Linked DNA regions of Gossypium hirsutum: region 1 is linked to region 2. Evidence: chromatin contacts called from public Hi-C data. All regions are on one chromosome and are shown on one strand. The core of a region is the stretch at or near the end of the contact, and the rest is flanking DNA. Distances in the headings are between cores, read along the strand shown. Region 1 holds the start of LOC107888773 (LEAF RUST 10 DISEASE-RESISTANCE LOCUS RECEPTOR-LIKE PROTEIN KINASE-like 1.2). Region 2 holds the start of LOC107888770.

Region 1 (3,489 bases), core at 393-2,892, 160 kb after region 2:
TTTTGTTACTTACTTTTATATATTTTTATATTATTTTTCAAGTTTACTTATTTTAGATTCTTTTTTTATATATTTCTATACTTTAAAGATTTATGTGATATTTAATTTAAATATTCTTATACATTTTATATATTTACACATAATTTAGCTTAAAATTATTTTCTTATTCTATGTATATATTATTGATGATATACTATCTTACATATATGTTTTCTTTAAAAATCTATTTATATATAATTTATTTCCTATAAATACTCTATTTTATCATATATTTTTGTTTATTTCAAATACTTTTATACATTTGTATTTTCATGTATCAATTATTTATATTGAGTTTTTATTTTACGTATATTATTTATGTAGATTGACGTATGTATTATTTTGTATATTACTTACCTTATAATATTTATTTTAAAATTTATTTGTATATTACTATTTAATATATTATTTATTTTTATCTTTTTACCTATTTTAAACTTTTATATCTATTACTTGTTTTAAAATTTTTTGTACTGTTTGTATAGTGATGTTTTCAAATTTTCTTTTATTCATATTATTTTATTTTAAAATTTGTTATATTTCATTTGTATAATTTGCTTGGAATTTCTTTTAAATTGGCTTTTAATTCATTAGCCTTCAGTTATTAATATTAGTATTTGTATAGTATATGATGGGTTGTCATTATATGTACCCTAATTTGTTCCTTTGTGTTTTTTTTTTATTTTTTATCATTCATGTAATATTATTGCTAGGTATTTTTATTTCATGCTCAATACTATGCTTGTATGTTTCTTATTATTACATTAGGTTTTGAATTCCAATTTTCGCCCAATATCGATTGCCTTCTATCCTTAAGTAAACTAAACGAATATATTTTGAGCCAGTTTTATAATTGCTTATTCGAAAACTTCTCAAAATAAAGCAATATTTCGTGTTTGGAAATTCGAGAAATCGTACCCTAACGAGTTGGGTTTCGATTTTCTGCTTGACCAAATAACTAAGTATCCTTTTAAAATTTCGTCTGTGCTTTCTTAAATTAAAAAAACACGACAATATTTTGTGTTTGAAAATTCGGAAAATAGTGCCCCAACGTGCTGGGTGTTGATTTTTTATTTGACCAAATAATTGAATATCCTTTTTGTTTTTGAGGAATGAGTTTTGTAAACCATGAGATGATCTTGGTTTCGAGGGTTTAAAATGTCGTATCCTAACATATTGGATGTGATATTTTGTTCTTTCGGAAAAAGAGAATCTTAAAATCCAAATCGAGTTGTTCGCGCATTTTTAAAGGGATCATATTTTAACATTTTTTCAAATTTTTAACGTTAGGACATTAATTAATCAATTGGTATCAATTTTGGGCGTGACGAGGGTGCTAATCCTTCATTGTATGTAATCAACTCCTGAACCTATTTTCTATTATTTCATAGGCCAAAATTAATATTTTAAATAAAACAAAGTGTTTTATAAGTTGATCCAATCACACTCAAACAAAAAGATTGGTAACAACTTTATTTTTATTTTTAAAATCCACTCATATTTTTCAAAAATAAAAAATGGTTTCGTAAATTAAGATTGTAATTTTATTAGAAGAAATGTTTGCTTTATTAATATATTGTATCAGTTCCGACTCTCCCACCTTAAAAATTTCTAGACAAAAAGAAAATGGGAATTGCTCAGCCGTCTCTATCATCTATCACTCCTCCGAGATGCTTTTGCCTTTGTTTGTCAATACAAGCAGCCCTACCCCATGCCCCTGTTTCTATCATATTACCCAATGCTGCTAATTTGCTCCTCTCTTTCAATATGGTTTCTTTATCATTCTTTACTTGCCAATAATTCATCCTTCATTTCTCCACTTGTTCTCACTCTCATCATCTTCCATTAATGGACACCTATCTCTTCTTCTTCATCTTACTTGTTCTCCCCGTAGCTTATTCCGATGACCACGGCCTGTTCTTGGAATGCAATTAGACATTCAATTGTGGTACTTTACAAGGCATCGGATACCCTTTCTGGAGCCCTCCTCTGCGCCCTAGTTACTGCGGTCATCACGGGTTCGAGCTCATTTGCCAACAAAATCAGTCCCCTGTCATCACCATTAAAACCCAGAGATTTCATGTATTGAACATCAGTCGTCCTCCCCTGATGACCATTGCACCTGTTGATACCTGGGAAGATCCTTGTCCTCAACAATTCCATAACATCTCATTAAACCACAACCTCTTTGATTTTGCTGCAACCATTCGAAATCTCACTATATTCTACGGCTGCCCTCTTGAAGATGATATACCTTTCCAACATAGATTTAATTGCGGTACTACTACATCCAACGGCAACACCTATGCCTATTACCTGGATGAATCATTGTCCAGACTTCACCGTTCGGAGCTCACGGATTGTGACACCAGTATCATAGTTCCGGTTAATCAAAGCGAATTTGATGAACTCTGGAATGAACCTGACAATATAGTGGGTGCTTGGAATAAAGGGTTTGAAGTAATGTATCAAAAGGACATGATTTCATGTTTGGCATGCAGGAATTCAGGTGGAGTATGTGGATCTAATAGTTCATCGCTTGATTTCTTATGCTTTTGCCCCGACCACCCTTGCTCTAAATCCTGTGTGGTTTCTGGTATGTTTGCTTCTTCTTAAACTATTTATCTATTCAACTATTTAGAGAAGCATAGCAAAGTTCATTAACTGCTTGATATAATGATTTTCTATCTTGGCACTTGCAATGGGTTATTAGTATTGCTTGAGGTAATGTTTTTCTTCTCGTGGAGGCTCGCATAAACCCATTTGAAAGCTCTACTCCTCTTGTCTTTAGTTTGATTGTAAGACGTAATATGATGATATAATAGGAAGCCTCCATTATACAGCTGGTTTCTAATCTCCAGGGATGACATTTCTCGTCTTAGAATTACTGCATCGCGTTTATCAATCCACCATAGCCTAGGTCAAAGTCAACAACAGCCATCGCTATGCCTTCCTTTCTCTTCCATGGAAAAGTCCTACATTTACGTATTGATATACAAAAAAAGATAACACGTCGTCTACTTTTATTACTTTAATCAACAAACATATATATCGTATACCAATTCATGTCTCTTCAAAAACTTCAAGAATGCATTATCAACTGTGCCTTTCAACTCTTGCCATTTCCATCTTCACCTTCTTCTTAACCATCTTCTTCCTTATCCCACTATTATATAGCCAAGATGATGAAAATTTTGCCCAATGCTTTGATGCTTTTAGCTGTGGAGACATACACAACCTCATGTTTCCTTTTTCCAAGGATGATAGGCCTCAACTCTGTCACCAAGATGGCTTCGTGTTGAGCAAATGTGAGGATCCCCAGCCTATCATACATATTGGTGGGAACGAATACCGACTCATGTACTTAAAACACTCCACTTTTACAATGAGTATTGTTAGAAACGATTTATGGGAAAGAGTTGTCTTCCAAATCCCATCAATATCACCATA
Region 2 (3,288 bases), core at 114-2,613:
GCTTGAAAGGTCTCAATAGTATCGTCCTCCACAGCTACGAAGATCAAATAAAAAATTTAATGCTCCCTTTGGGAACATGGTATTGGAAATTTGGATTTTATTTATTATGTAAATGGTAAGAATGAAATACATATATTATGGACAATTTAGTTGAGATTCAATATAATATATATTGGAAAAGTAAAAAGAATATAGAGTTGTTAAATCTAAAAATATTTTAAGAATTTCAAATTCGTTACTAAATAGACATCTAACACATCCATAGATTTCATAGTTTGCTACTCAATATACACTACTTCCAAAAATTCAAATCCAAATTCTAATAGCATTCAATAAGACATCTAATCAGCATAATAGTAATTTGCAATCAGAGTATAAAAGTCTTTCCACATGACTGAATTTCAGGTAAAAAATAATTACAAGATAATTTATATAGGTTCAATAAACCCTCTTTTGTCATAAACCAATAAAGTTCGATGAGTCAATTTCACATCTGAAATTGGCTCAGCTTTAGCACAAGTTGGAACAGGATGAACTGAAATCTATATTTTGTATCTAAATTACCAAGTTAGAAGCACCATACATTAAAATCAATATATTTTTGTTCTTGAAATTTATTCTTTTTCCTAAATGAAATCTAATCGTTGAACCCCAAAAAGAAAAAAAGTGAAATCTAATCCCTTAACCCTAAATTATAGCCTTCCTTTTGTACAGAGGATGCAGCAATCTAAGGATAGGGAAGGGGTTTTAGGCATTGAAGTACGAACCCCAGACACATTGACTCCAATTACCAGAAGCAGGCTTAGCTTTAAACAAATCCAACATTCAAATTAAATGCAACCAACAAATAAATACCCATCTGCTTTTAGTAATGTACTAAGTAAACCACTAACAACTTTACTTCAAATCACCCAATGTTTCCTACTTTTAAGTAGAGCAAATTAACCCAAGAGATTTGGAAAAAGGGTAGAGAGTACCGCAAGTATAACAACAGTGCAGACAGCTACAGTGACAAGAAAGACAACTTGTTCATGGTTACAGCAGTTTTTGAGTTCCCAGTTGGGATTGAGCTTCACCATCTCTTCGTTACTCAGAAATGAGAATGACCCAACAACTGCTAACAACTTCCTAAGTTTGAATCTTGTTGTTTCAGCCTTTCAGGCAAAGAAATGGAGAGAGAGAGTTGCTTTGATCTTCTCTTCTCAAAGAAGGTATGTTTGGTCAACAGTTGTCAGCAATTGGCTTCCAAGTTTTTTAAATTTTGATTCATTCATTTCAACGCAATTATTAATGGTGTGGTGGTCACTCTTGAGAATGAATATGTAAAAACTAGAAAGCCTCCGATTCGGTTACTTATTCTATTGATCCTACAAAAAAGTTGTAATTTTATGTTTTATTTTTCTTTTAAACTATTATTTACTCACTTTGCGGAAAGAACTCTTTGTTTGGTCACTTTGCTTACTGGTGGATAAAATGTTTATAATTTTATCTTTTTAAAAAATATCTCACTAAAGTGAAATTTTTAGGTTAAAGGATTGAAAAGTTATAATCATTCAAGTTTGAGGAGACTTCTATTTTTATTTTTTTTATTATAAATTTTGTCACTTTAGTTATCTTAATTTTAGATTTGTTGATATTGGGATTGCCTTGGTTGATGATAATTTAACGAGTGGGTAAAGACTTGTAGAGCTTACTATGAGTGCTAGGGTGGAGGACAAGTGGTTGAGAAAGAGAGGAGAGAGAGAGAGATTCTTTAGCCCTAGAAATCTTATAAAGGAAACCATCGGTCCTTCTCAAGGTGTCATATGTCATTTTCTTATTGGTATTGTATTCCCTAAGGCTTAGTTGACTTATTAACATCAATTTCTTTTAGGTGTGGGTTGTCAGGTTAGGACAATAAGTAAACACGATATACAAATGATAAGTATAATGCCTCTGTCAAAGGTGTGGTACCCATAGTGGGTGCTCACCTTACCGTGGGTTTGCGAGATGGAGGATCTCAAAAGGATTTTGTTCTCGTAGGCAACCCTAGCTCGTGAAGTATCTCGTGAGGTTGAAGTGTTGTGCTGCGAGCTTGTGAGGTGTTGGCATAACAATTGCCCTTAAGTAGAAAGGAATGTTATACAGTGGCCTTGCCTAAAACGTGATTATGTGGGACCTATGTCTTACCCTTATAGATGTGGTCTTGGTTGATGCAATTGTCACGGGCTGCGGATCAAAGCTCGTGACCATTGCCCACAGAACATCCCATAGAGGTCAACTTACTAAATGGGGCTCATTTGACCCACTTGGACTGGCTTGATTCATGGAACCCATGGAGAAGCCCATCTACTTGAAATTTTGGTGACGCAGTGAAAAACTCGAGTAAAACTAGAGTTACTAGAGTAAATAATGTAAATCCCAAGGGATAAAGATGTATAGAGTTTAAATCCCTTAGGACTTTTAATTGTAGATAGGCTCTAATCTCAACTGCCGATGCAACTCAATTTGTACCGTTGGATCTGGGCGAGCTCAACTATAAATAGATGCCTCCTCTTTCATTTTTATTAATCCCATTGAATCCCATTATTCTTCATTCTTTCAGAGTTAAAGAATATATTGAGAACATTTACTCAAGGATCTTGAGTGCATCACTTTCTTATGACTTTTCAATTGTCTCATTGCTTTTTCGTTTCGAGTTGCTTTCGCTGTACTTTTTGTTGCCTTAGAGAATTTTTGGGAGAATTCTCATCTTTCGAGAGCTAAGCTAACTTAGGTAGATTTGCAATAAAGAAATTACCTAAGGTCGCGTGGTTTGCTAAACTAAAGTTCTAGCCCAGTGATAGTTGGCATTCGAGCCAATGTTTGAAGGCGCCATTTGAGATGTTGAAAGTTAAACAACTCTAAGAATTTTTTTTGCTGCAAAGTTTTAATCGGGATTATGTGTTTTACAAAGCAAGTAACTAAAGCGTGATGATTTTATAAAAATCAAGTTTTATAAGCATACGATTCAAAGGTTAACCTAAACATTTTACGAATGACAAATTCTCTTACCAAAAAGTTATGGCAAGTTTTTGTAAAATCTACAATTTTTGGTTTCAGAATAAGATACATTTTGAAAACAAATGACTAAAGTTTCAATTTATTAATGTAACCTTCCAGATTCGACCATAACGTCTAGGCCGAGTTTGATGTATTACAACCCTGTGTTTCTCTTCCAAACATTTTCGTATGGGTTTTATAAAGCATGCTCCTCTGACGAGAAGAAGCTCATTTTCATGCCCGCATAATCATCGTCAATTAGGGCCC

Evidence for each region. Hi-C and Micro-C count contacts between places; a contact is called where the count stands out from the background.
Region 1: a Hi-C map of leaf shows a contact between it and region 2, with 1.8 times the contacts expected there. The contact joins the promoter of LOC107888773 here to the promoter of LOC107888770 in region 2. A contact is called at or near these places in 2 of 34 Hi-C or Micro-C datasets (both in leaf).

The regions. Positions count from the first base shown.
Region 1 is chrA09:45,848,917-45,852,405 of Gossypium_hirsutum_v2.1, forward strand. It overlaps LOC107888773 (LEAF RUST 10 DISEASE-RESISTANCE LOCUS RECEPTOR-LIKE PROTEIN KINASE-like 1.2), which reads left to right and starts at 1,643. Exons shown (of 3, transcript XM_041077664.1): 1 at 1,643-2,635. The coding sequence starts at 2,149.
Region 2 is chrA09:45,689,788-45,693,075 of Gossypium_hirsutum_v2.1, forward strand. It overlaps LOC107888770, which reads right to left and starts at 1,364. Exons shown (of 10, transcript XM_016812972.2): 1 at 978-1,364; 2 at 1-34. The coding sequence starts at 1,079.